Regions from separate parts of the Gossypium arboreum genome. Here region 1 is linked to region 2. A link is a contact called in public Hi-C data. All regions are on one chromosome and are shown on one strand. The core of a region is the stretch at or near the end of the contact, and the rest is flanking DNA. Distances in the headings are between cores, read along the strand shown. Region 1 holds the start of LOC108473011 (protein DEEPER ROOTING 1-like). Region 2 has its middle 46 kb from the start of LOC128281376.

Region 1 (5,848 bases), core at 2,644-5,143, 110 kb after region 2:
CTTTCTCACATTTTATCATGAAGATCCATTGTCATGTTCATGGAAAATAACTCTCAAGAGAAAGTTAGATTCCAAAAAAAAGTAAATAAATTTGATATATCAAATGTTGAAATTACTTTCCAACTGATTAAATTCCCAAGAAAGTGACCACTTACAATCATACCAAATACTACCATCATATATTATATAACCTATGCTTATTTAGATTAGCCCTATGATATATTTGTTGGATCTGGTGCCCTAAGTGTAGTATTTTCGTCAATATACACTTGTAATTTTTTCAAACAAATTGGTTAATAAAACAAATTCATTGATTACATTAATATACTTCGTATAATTGTCCTCACATGGTTTTTGCAAGCAAAGCAAAATATAAGCAAATGTTGCTCATTGGTTGTCTAAATGTCTAACTAATACTAGGTGGTATTACGTGATCGGATCGTAGTATGAAAACATAGGTTGTATTAATGACGAACCTAATTATATCCTTAGTCTAATCGAAAATGAGCAATCTGATTGAAAGACTAATATGTATCTATCAAGTCCAATTAGGGAGATGCCTTGTCTTAAGTATCGGAGTGGATAACTCCCAAAAGATAGAGACATAGATATGATTGACAGTACATCAAACAGGACTCAAGTAGAATAGATCCTAAATCTGTTTATGGATTTATTCACTTGTAACGTTCATAGTATGGTATACCTAAATCTTGAGCAGATGGCGGACAATGTTTGTGTGACTCATACACTTTGATGTAAGTAAAAGTCTGAGTTCAAATAAATAAGGAAGTGAAAGCTAGTGTGCTGGGTGTACTACTTCTGTAATATGTAGCATCATTCACAACAGTAGAATTTATAGCCCAAAACATGGATAAATGATATCCTCCAATTAGCATTACATGGTTGATAAAAAGTAAATGTGGCCACGGGTTATCCGTCTTTGTGATGGAAGACTTGATCACTATTTGATAGTGATTGACTTTTCATGAAGGAAGATATAATGATTACTATGAGATAAAATAGGATCATATTTGGAGAACGGATATTATCCCAAAGAGATCAATGATATCCTATGAGGGTAACACACTTATGACAAGGTCATTAGACGAGTATTAAGTAGTTGCTTTCGTAATCGTATGTTGCTGGGGAGAGCTTAGTCACGATACTATAGTGGAATGACTTCGTGACTAAATGAGTTTATAATAATAGGAAAAAAGTCGGAATTTAATTATAAATCATTTGATACTTAACTTTATATGTCCAATCGCACCCTCTGCTAGCTCGTTGACATGACATTACCAATAGGGGACCTTCCCCTATATATACCCCGAAGCACAAAGACTAAGAGTCAATCTTTCTTCCTTTTTAAGAAACCTTAAGTCTCCCAACTTTCTCCTTTCTCTCCTCTCCTCCTCCTCTTCCTTCAACCTAATATTCTGACTCTCCATCTATCATAAATGAATCGGTCCTCAAATCACTATCATCTGCTCCTCTTTATTCCCTCTTTATTAATTCTATGTATCAACTCATATACCTAATATAGAGCCTAATGACTGAATTCAAATTATATTATTGTTCTCTGAAATATACCCCATTACAAAACAAAACATTGACACTTACATAAAGTTATTCCCTTCATTTTCAATATAGATTCAATCATTGTATTTCTGATGAGTTAATATGCATAAGATTCTGCGACTTTCATCAACTATCATAGGTGTTAATATAACCACGTATATTTATTTACTTCAAAAGTTGTTCTTTTGAGGATAAGATAGCATCAAATATTGCCTTAAAGAACAACATCACTGGAATCATTGGTCAGGTTTCAAGCATTTTATGCTACATTAAAAAAGTTTACAATATTTCAATTTTATTCCTTTGTAGATGTAAATAACATATTTTGGAATTTTAATTTGATGTGTATTTTGATATTTGAATTTTGATCTGGTGTAGTTATATATATGAAATTTTTATTGTATTTTAAATATATATATAATTTTGATTTTGATTCAATTATACACATTTAAAAAAATAAATACATCAATATTCAATAATATTTTTATGCATACAATATATAAACTTAAAATAATGTTTGTTTTATAAGAAAAAGAAAGGAAAAATAAGCACACGGGCATCCCAAATATTCAAACTATACGTAAATCTAAAAGTAATGGCCCAACCCAAACAACTAATAGTTTAGAAATAAAACTATTAATTTGTAAATTTTTTGAATAATAAAATGTTTTACCAACTCAACCTGTGAAGTTCATCAATTTTTTATTTAATAATAATTATACAAAAAGTTTGAACTACAGTTTTATCTTAGTTTTAAAATTTTTATCTATTCACAATAATTTATTTTATTTTCAATATATATCATGATTGAATTTAATTTATCGTTTCAATATTATCCAATTAAAGAAAAATAAGTACTTTATAAAAAAAAAAGAGTATGTGGTCTATTATCATGGCCCTTAACCTTTAGTTAATCTCAATGGAAAACAAACCCCATTATTTTAGGTTTAAAATTAAAGTTAATTATTTGTCAAAAAATAATAATTTTAAATGTTGAGGAGGTAGTCAAATGCATGGAGGGTTGAGTTCCACATCAGCTCATGCCTTGGTTTGATGTAAAGTCAAAGTTCCTAAAGATTCCAGAATTAGTAAGATTTTCCAGATTTTAGCTTGGTTCCTAAACCCTAGACACCTACTTTTTACAATAACTCACATGGCTTTGCTCTTAAATAATCTTGGTGGCAGCGATCATTCCTTTTCATTCTCTTATTGCATCTCGAGGATTTCATCAATTAGGGTATATATTAATAGATTTTGTTTAACTTTAATCTTTATATTTGAATGATGAGTATGGCCAATTTTAATTATTTATTTTTATAAAGGAAAATAAAAATAAAATTGTTTAAGAAATAAATATGAAATCTTTTATGAGAGAGAAAAAAAAAAAAGAAAAAGAAGTCCATGACTAACTTACAGAGTGATATTAATTTGGTTTTATTAAATATTAAATTAGGTCTTGAAGGGATATCCCCTTCGTGCATCGGTTTAGCAATCCAACCAAAGAACATCCTACACATAGCTAATTGTGTTCTTAATTACGCTTAATCGAGGTCATTAACATAGCCACGTTAATATACATAACATCATGGATGACACCACTCACCAATTAAAAATCATGGATGCTTTATTTATTTAAAAAAGCATATTCTTTTTCTTATTAAGATTTCAAAAAAATGTGTTTTAATGTAATTGGTAGGAAAATCATGAGAGAGCCTTGAAAATAAAAACAAAATAATATTTTATTGTTTTATAGTTGGAAAGGCATTGCAAATCAATGAAATTATACAAGAGAAAATAGATAGCTACGATGATGGTTCCATACATGCAAAGGTTTTGCTTGAGAATTCCAGCATGTTATCTGACAATGTTGTCCTTTTCCTCCAAATAACCACTACTGAGATCAACAAAATCACTTTAAGCATTCGTATTACTTTAACTAATCTCCAACATTATTTTAATCCATCCTAGTTTATAGAACATGTGCAAGCCCAACACTTAGTATCAAAAGGAAACAATGTTTAACACAAGATTCGTTTATATATTATCATATTACAGCTTGTCGTTGTAAACCCTTTTTCCAGGGGAAAGAGAAAAGATGTTTCATTGTGTCACTGCCACAGCCGTTTGATGATAAGTTATAGAGATTGAGACTTAAAAGACTTTTACTAGAACTTTTTGTCTTGAAATCAGCATTTTTGGCCATTCATTGGACTAAACAGGATGTTCCAGACCCATGGTATCCCCATAGATGTGGACTTTACATACATACATGCATACATCCATAGTGTATATATTTGGAAGAGAATGTCTTCAAAGTTGTGGTGGGGGAATGAATACATTAGTTGCAGAAAGGCCGCTGTTTATAGGAACTTGAACCAATATTTCATGAAATTCATCAAAATACAATCCCTTTTTTCCAAGTTCATTTCTCATTGGCTTTTGAGATCTACTTAGTTTTCTAATATACATTCTCCACTTGATTTCAAATTTTCATTACAAAAACCTCCCCCATTTTCATTCCCTTCCATTCTCTTTAGCTTGTCCTGCTCCACATATCTGAAAAAAATGAAGGTATGTTTTGTCATGATTTTCAATCTAGATGTCATATATATCATGTAATGATATCAAATTTATGAAATGTTTGATTACAGTTCTTTGGTTGGATGCAAAATAAGCTCAATGGGAAACAAGGAACCAGCAAATCAAATACAATATCTGCTACTTGTAAGCATTGCTGTTGTCTGAATTAAGTCATGTCTAAGCACATAGTGTAACATTTTTCTTTTTCTGTTGTAGATCATATGAAACAAGAGCCTCGAGAGGAGTTCAGTGATTGGCCACATGGACTGTTAGCAATAGGGACATTTGGTAACAACGAGCTTAAAGAAAACCCTGAATCCCAAAGCACCATTCAACAGGATCCCATTGAGATTCAAGACCAAGAGCCATGTTCGTCCAATGATTTACAAGAGTTCACGGTCGAAGAAGTCGGGAAACTACAAAAGGAACTAACGAAACTCTTGTCCCGAAAACCGAACCCCGACACAAAAAAAGAAGTAGCAAGTTTACCATTGGATAGATTTCTTAATTGTCCATCAAGCTTGGAAGTGGATAGAAGGTTTAGCAATGCGGTTTGCAGTGATGCAGGGGATAGATCGGAGGAAGACATCGATCGAACCATTAGCATTATCCTCGGCAGATGTAAAGACATATGTGGTGAAGATAATAAGAAAAAGGCCATTGGGAAGAAATCAATTTCTTTCCTTTTGAAGAAGATGTTTGTTTGTTCAGGTGGATTTCCACCTACACCAACTTTGAGAGATACGCTACAAGAATCAAGAATGGAGAAGGTAAAATTCATGGTAAAAGCTTTAGTTAACTGAAAATATTTTCTTTGATTGATTGGTTTTTCTTAAATCACAATGCAGCTTTTGAGGGTAATGCTTCACAAGAAGATTTACAGTCAAAATCCAACTAGAGAATCATCAATGAAGAAATACTTGGAGGACAAGCAAACACACAAAAGGCAAAAAATTCCAGATGAAAATGAAACACTGGAGAGAAAGAGTGAAGATGGAGGTAAATGGGTGAAAACAGATTCTGAATGTAAGTAATTCCATCTTGGGATTTTCATAATAAAGTTAATTATTAGCAAAAACATGTATACAGAGTAAACCTCTAAATAAATAATAATAATTTTTTTATTTTCCATATTGCAGATATTGTTCTAGAGATATAAAATCAACCTACCTACATAGTTGAAAGCGCCAAGATTACAAAGGTAAGATGTAGGAGTCAAGAACTGGAATAGCTGCCTTGAATGGTTCAGGAGAGTAATTTGGAAGGGGTAAATCCATGAATAAATTCTATATCTGGTGGGTGGCTCAAAAGTATTACAGGACAAACAAACAAACAAAAAAAAGGGTGTACGATTCAGACAAGAATGTCTGTTTGTACTAGCTGTGCTTCCCCTTTTTTACATGATTGTAACTGTGGATGCAGTGCAAGCCATGTTTCTGAGATATCTGCAATGGATATCTGTATTGGCACTAAGCACAGCTAGACATTATTTTTTATATCCTGTTTTTCTTGACCCACTTTTTCTTTTTCTTTGTTTTTTTAACTTCACCTTTTGTAAGATGAATTTAGAGGTGAATAATATTTTGAATTGATAAGCAATTATTGAGATTTGTGGAACACCTTGACTGTGCAAATAATATTTCAATAAAAATTAAGCTTTGGATGGAATGTTATTGTTTACCACTAAAGT
Region 2 (6,199 bases), core at 783-3,282:
AGACCTAACATGCAAATAAACTAAAAGTTGAAACATCTCAACATAGGGCACCACATTTTCAGCCAATTTAAAAAGGGTAATTACCTCATTAAGTCCCTAAACATTTTATATAATCAAACTTCAGTTTGGTGCCGCCAATTTATCCCGCAACACCACTAAAAATTTATATATTTTTTTAAAAAATACAATCATTGGTCGATGATGAGGGTCGATGTTGTCGGTATGTCGGGCAACACTGAAGAACACAGTAAAAATTGGGTCATTTACATACATAATATTTAAGTTGGGTGATTTTTATAATTAGTCACAGAATTTATGTTACTTTTATAAAAAAAAAAGAAACCCAAAAGTCAATGATTCTAAATGGTTACTTCCTTTGACATGAAATATTTAAATATATTTTGATAAGTTGGGTCATTTTCATAATTAGTCGTTACTTTTATAAAAACCCAAAAGTTAATGATTCTAAATGGTTACTTCCTTTGACCTGTAATTATTTAAATATATTTTGATTTCTGATGTATTTAATTTAGTTCTTTTCAATTTATAAGTTTAAAATATATAATTATTAGGAATATGAAAATAAAATTATTTTTAATATTTAAAAATAAAATTACTTTTATTCATCTTATATTTTCATAATATAATTTTTTTAGATTAAAATTTTCAAATACTATAAATTATGTCATAATTAAAAGAATAATATTATTCCACGAGATATAAAGATAAATGATGCTTATTTTCATTTATGGTAAAGTGTTAGGTATAATGGTAAGATGTATTACATTCCAATGAGAAATGCAGATTCAAATTTTGAAGACAATATTATCATGAATTATAGTTTGAATCCTAAACATGGACGGTAAATTAAATACGGAGGATACTAAAAGTATATATAAATTAAAAAACTTCAAATACTAATTGTATACTATAAATATATATAATTAAATTAAGGTAAGAATAATATTACCAAAATTAGCGATTTTATATACTTAGAGATTGTTTGGACGATGAAATTTAAAATTTTGAGATTTTAAAATGTTAGTATTTTAGAACCCATCAATTCAAAATACATTTGTAATCGAAATTTAAGAAAAGCTAAGTTATTGAAATTTTAAAATTAAAATTAATTAGAAAAGAAGAATAATTGTATTACAATAAATAATATAAAAATCAATATGAATATCATTGTATTTGTATAATTTTATAACTAGTTTTAAAAGAATAAAACTTAAAATATATATTAGAATTAAATAAAATTTATTTTTGAAGTTTAAGTTCTTATATTATAGCAGGACAACGTGTATTAAATCAAATAAAAATATGAGAAATTAAAAAAATCCATCATTTTAGGTCAAATTTGAAAAAGGAAATTGAGCTAATAAAACCCTCTCTTAAAATTACTCAAAAATTTTAAAATTTTAAAATATTTATCCTAATATGTTAATTCAGATTTTGAATTTTGAAAAGCTTGTTACAAATGAAATACCTCCAACAAATCTCTCATCCAAATACACCCTAAAATTATCCATTAATAGGGGCGAAGTAAGAAATTATTTGAAGGGAGCGAAATTAAATCGTAATTTTCACAATAATACAAATGTAATTTCATTATTTTAATAGGTTATATCTTTATAATTTTTAAAATATTAAATTAAATTTTTATAATTTTAAGAGATTATAGTGTAATTTTATTTTTACTAAGTTAAAATTTTAAAAAACCTAGATAAAAAATATTTCGATTTTAGAGCCGGGCACTTGCCCTAACTGCTCGCCTGTCCATTAAATTTGAAAACACTAATGTATCTGATCATATAATTACAAAAGTTAGTAATTTGAATGGAATTACAAAAGTTTTGGTTGATGGAACCATACAACGGGTCGAATACGAGGCGCTCCCGACGGTCTGCTTTAGTTGCGAAAAGTACGGGCATGTTAAAGAACCGTGCCCGACGGTGAGTGTTAAGGTACCTTTAGAGAGGCCGGTGACTGAAAATGCGGTGGCTCACAGGGAAGGTGTTGGAGAAGTCAGTAATGGAAAGAGCGCCGATTATGGACCATGGATGTTAGCAGAGAGAAAATCACGGCGGGGTAAACGGGACTGTCGGGCTAAAGGAGATGTGAAACTTGGAAAGAACCCGTTGGGTTCCAGATTTGCGCCATTAATGGTGGATGGTATCTCAGGGGGAGATATTATTGGAGCTGATGGGGGGTTGACTGAAGAGGGGAACGACCAAGTAACTGTGGGGAATTTGTTGAATGAAAATAGGGGTTCTTCTAAGGGAGAATCGGGCTACTCATCTAGTTTGGGTCGTGAAGAAGAAGGGAATTTGAGAAAGTCGGTTAGGCCTATTCTGGGACAAAGGGAATAGCGGGCCAAGTCTTGTTGGGCAAAATATTTTAAAAGATTATAATTTTTCTAAGGCTCAGGGGAAAAGACCTATGGGGCCAGAGGATTTTATTCAAAAAGATAAGGACCTACCTATTAATCTTCTCCTTTTTAATTATATTTCCTTTTTGTCGAATGCAGGTGCTTTGCGTCTGAAAGAGGGTAAGGCGCAAACAAGCAGGCCGATGGACATTCAGCGTGGTAGGCCAAGGGGTGGAAGAACTGGGCCAGATGGTCATGTGTCTTTAAATGGACTTAACCTTGGTGGTCTGGATAAGTCTTTATTTAAGGATCAGAATCCTAATTTGGACAAATAGGGTCCAAGTGGCCTTTCTGCTAATATTGGTTTTGACCAGGAAACTACAAATGTACATTCGGGTGCCTCTGAAAATAGAGGTCATAATTTAATTCACAATAATCCTATGTTTAAAGGCCTGAATGACTCTGTTGTCAAATTAGACACAAAATTTTTAGATCCCAAGCATCATTCGGCATTTATTTTCAAGGGAAATAATGAGATTAAAACGCAAAAAGGTAACAAGAAAAATATTTTAGTTAATACTAACAAATCTTTTTCTATTTCCAGAGGACGTGTTTCAGAGATTAAAATTGCTAATAACTGTGGTGGAGCCTCTCTTAATCGTTCGTTCAAAGAAAAAGAAGGTAAATTAAAAAATGCGAGAATTTCTAAAATTCCGTTGACAAAAGCTATTAGCTCCATGGTTAATCTTGTCAAGTCGCAAGTTGAGACTAGAGCAGATATAATCAGAGGAAATATTGAGAGTCAGACTAGTGATCCTAGACCCGCACCCAAATGATTTGGTGGTATCTTTATTTTGTTATTTTTTAATTTTTTATTTTAAATATGAACTTTACTATTTTTTGTTGGAATTGTCAAGGTTGTGCTAGCCTAAAATTTCCTCGTATTTTTTGGGAATATAATAGAGAGCATAAGCCTGACTTAGTTGGTCTTTTAGAAACAAGGGTTAGTGGTTCTAAAGCTGATTCTGTTATTGCTAAGCTCGGGTTTGAATTCTCACATCATGTGCAGGCTGTTGGTTATTCTGGAGGAATTTGGGTAACCATTCTCAGTTTATTACTCTTAGAATTTTTGGAAAGTATTTTCGACGACCGGTATTGGTCACTTTTGTTTATGGCAGCCCTAATAGCCAAAAGCGGAAGGAATTATAGGATGCTCTCAAATATATTGTACTAGTGGACGAGACTCCGTGGCTTGCGATTGGTGATTTCAATGTTATTCTCAATTTGTGTGAAAAAAGAGGTGGTCGGGCTGTTGGTAAAAGGTGTGCTCTTTTTAGTGAGTTCATGGACTCCCTGAGGCTGCATGATCTGGGATTTAGTGGTCCTAACTTTACTTGGAATGGAGGGGGAGTTTTTAAGAGACTAGACAGGGCAATTTGCAACGAAGCTTGGAATCTAAAGTTTCCTTTATCTAAGATTTTTCATCTTCAGAAACTTAAATCTGATCATAGGCCGCTCAAGCTTTCTATTATGCTAGAAATTCAACCTTCCTCTAAGAGACCTTTTCGTTTTCTGGCTGGCTGAGTTGAGCATCTGGGGTTTTCTGAGTTTGTGAAGATGAATTGGAGGTTTACGAGAAATATGTTGAATGCTTATGCTACCTTCACTGATCAAGTTAAATTATGGAATAAGGAGGTTTATGGACACATTATGCAGTGAAAGAATTTTTTGAAGAAAAAGCTGGATAATATCCAAAAGGTGATTGATCGGAATAACTCGGCCTTTTTAAATCAGGTTGAGCTAGAAACTCGAGAAGAACTTGAGACATTGTTACATCATGAGGAACTTTTATGGATACAGAAGATTAGGTGTGATTGGTTTGTTTTTGGAGATTGCAACACAAGATTTTTTTCATAAGAGAACTCTTCAGAGAAGGAAGCATAATCGTATTCTTGCCCTGAAATATCAAGAAGGGGAATGGGTTATGGATGATGAAGAGCTAAAACAGGAAGCAGTCAATTTTTATAGGAAGTTGTACGAAGAACAGTCTAGGAGAATTGGTAGTATTGAGAGTAGTGCTTTCCCGTCTCTCGAGCAGAAAGAAATTCAATTCCTTAGTATGCCCATTTCTGATGAGGAGATTAAACAAGCCCTTTTTGACATGGCACCTCTAAAAGCACCCGGTAGTGATAGTTTACACGCTATTTTCTATCACAGTCAATGGGGGATTGTTGGGCCCTCGATTTGTGATTGGGTCAAAAGGATTTTCGATGGCGATTCCATTAATCAAGACCTTAACAACTCCCTTATTATCTTTATTCCCAAAGTATAGCATCCAGAATGTTTCTCGCTGTTTCGCCTAATTAGTCTTTGTTCGGTGCTTTACAAGCTTGTGATGAAAGTTATTGCAAATAGGTTTAAATTTGTATTCCCAAAAATTATAGGAAGCTGGATTTGTTTTGGGAAGAAATATAAATGATAACATCATCATAGCGCAGGAGGTAATTCATTCGATGAACAGCAAGCAAAAAAATAAAAGATGGATGACCATTAAAATTGACCTCGAAAAAGTTCGATGTGACTTCATAGACACTTCCCTACGGGCTGTAGGTATTCCTAACTTTCTTTGTAATGTTATTATGTCAGCCATTTCTAGTTCAACGACGCAGGTGCTTTGGAATGGAGCACCTTCCCAGAAGTTCAAACCGGCAAGAGGAGTCCGTCAAGGGCGCCCCCTTTCACCATACCTTTTTATCCTGTGTATGGAATGGCTAGGGCATGGTATTCACGCAGCCATAGCGAATGGAAACTGGTTGCCTAATCGGCTATCAAAGTCAGGTCCATCTCTTTTTTATTTTTTTTTGCGGATGATTTGATTCTTTTTGGTCAGGCTGAGGTGGAGCAGACACGTGTTATTAAGGAAGTTTTAGACGAATTTTATGGGGTTTCGGGACATAACGTTAATCTACAGAAATCCAATATGATTTTTTCAAAAGGAGTAGACGAGAATATTCAGAGATGCATTAATGACTTCTTCGGGATTCAAGTGGTGTAGAATCATGGCTCGTATTTAGGGGTTTCACTTTTTCATAAGAAGGTTACTAATAATACTTTAAGATTCTTTGTGGATAAGGTGAGGGGTAAACTTTGCAGTTGGGATGCCCGACAACTTTCGCTTGCTGGAAGAATTACTTTAGCACAAGTAGTTTTATTATCTATCCTAAGTTACTTTATGCAATCAATGCTAATAACTAAAGGTTTTTGTGAGGAAATTGAAAGTATGGTGAGGCAATTCATCTGGGGCTCCACTAGTGGTAACAAAAAAATTGCATAGGTAAGCTTGGATTCGATGTGTCAACCCAAATCTTATGGTGGGCTTGGTTTAAGGTCTCTTCGAGATCATAATACTTCTTTCATTATGAAGTTGGGTTTCAAATTGGTAACGGATAATTCTTCCTTATGGGATTCAAGGTGGATTACCAGAGTCTTTATCTAGGGGGCGGTGTTCTTTCATATGGAGATCGTTATCGAAGATTTGGCCGCTCCTTAAGGAAAATTTACTTTGGTCTTCTGAAAATGGGCTTAATATCAAGTGCTGGAAAGATCCTTGGGTTCCTAATGTTGGGCCTTTATCCAAAAAATATATTGTAATTCTAATTTAGACTTGGATCTTTCCCTTAGAGATATGGTCACAGAGAGTGGAGATTGGAATTTGGACCTTTTCCGTGTGACAGCCCTAAATTGACCCTAGTCGGAAAGTGGTTTCGGGACCACTAAACCGAGTCATAAAAATAATCGACCGTCATATTTGATGCTTATTATATGTAT

What was found. Hi-C and Micro-C count contacts between places; a contact is called where the count stands out from the background.
Region 1: a Hi-C map of leaf shows a contact between it and region 2, with 3 times the contacts expected there. The contact joins the promoter of LOC108473011 here to the enhancer-like site in region 2. A contact is called at or near these places in 2 of 5 Hi-C or Micro-C datasets (both in leaf).

Annotation. Positions count from the first base shown.
Region 1 is chr10:6,031,203-6,037,050 of ASM2569848v2, forward strand. LOC108473011 (protein DEEPER ROOTING 1-like) reads left to right here and starts at 3,894. Exons shown (of 5, transcript XM_017774583.2): 1 at 3,894-4,149; 2 at 4,230-4,302; 3 at 4,375-4,928; 4 at 5,007-5,184; 5 at 5,298-5,317. The coding sequence starts at 4,144. The coding sequence ends at 5,317.
Region 2 is chr10:5,927,934-5,934,132 of ASM2569848v2, forward strand. No RefSeq gene overlaps it. Among protein-coding and RNA genes, the nearest start is that of LOC128281376, 46 kb to the left of the region's middle. Within about 2 kb of position 2,033, at least 2 of the 2 cell types and tissues checked have an H3K27ac peak or open chromatin away from gene starts, as enhancers often do. A contact at or near this core is called in leaf, where this site is marked.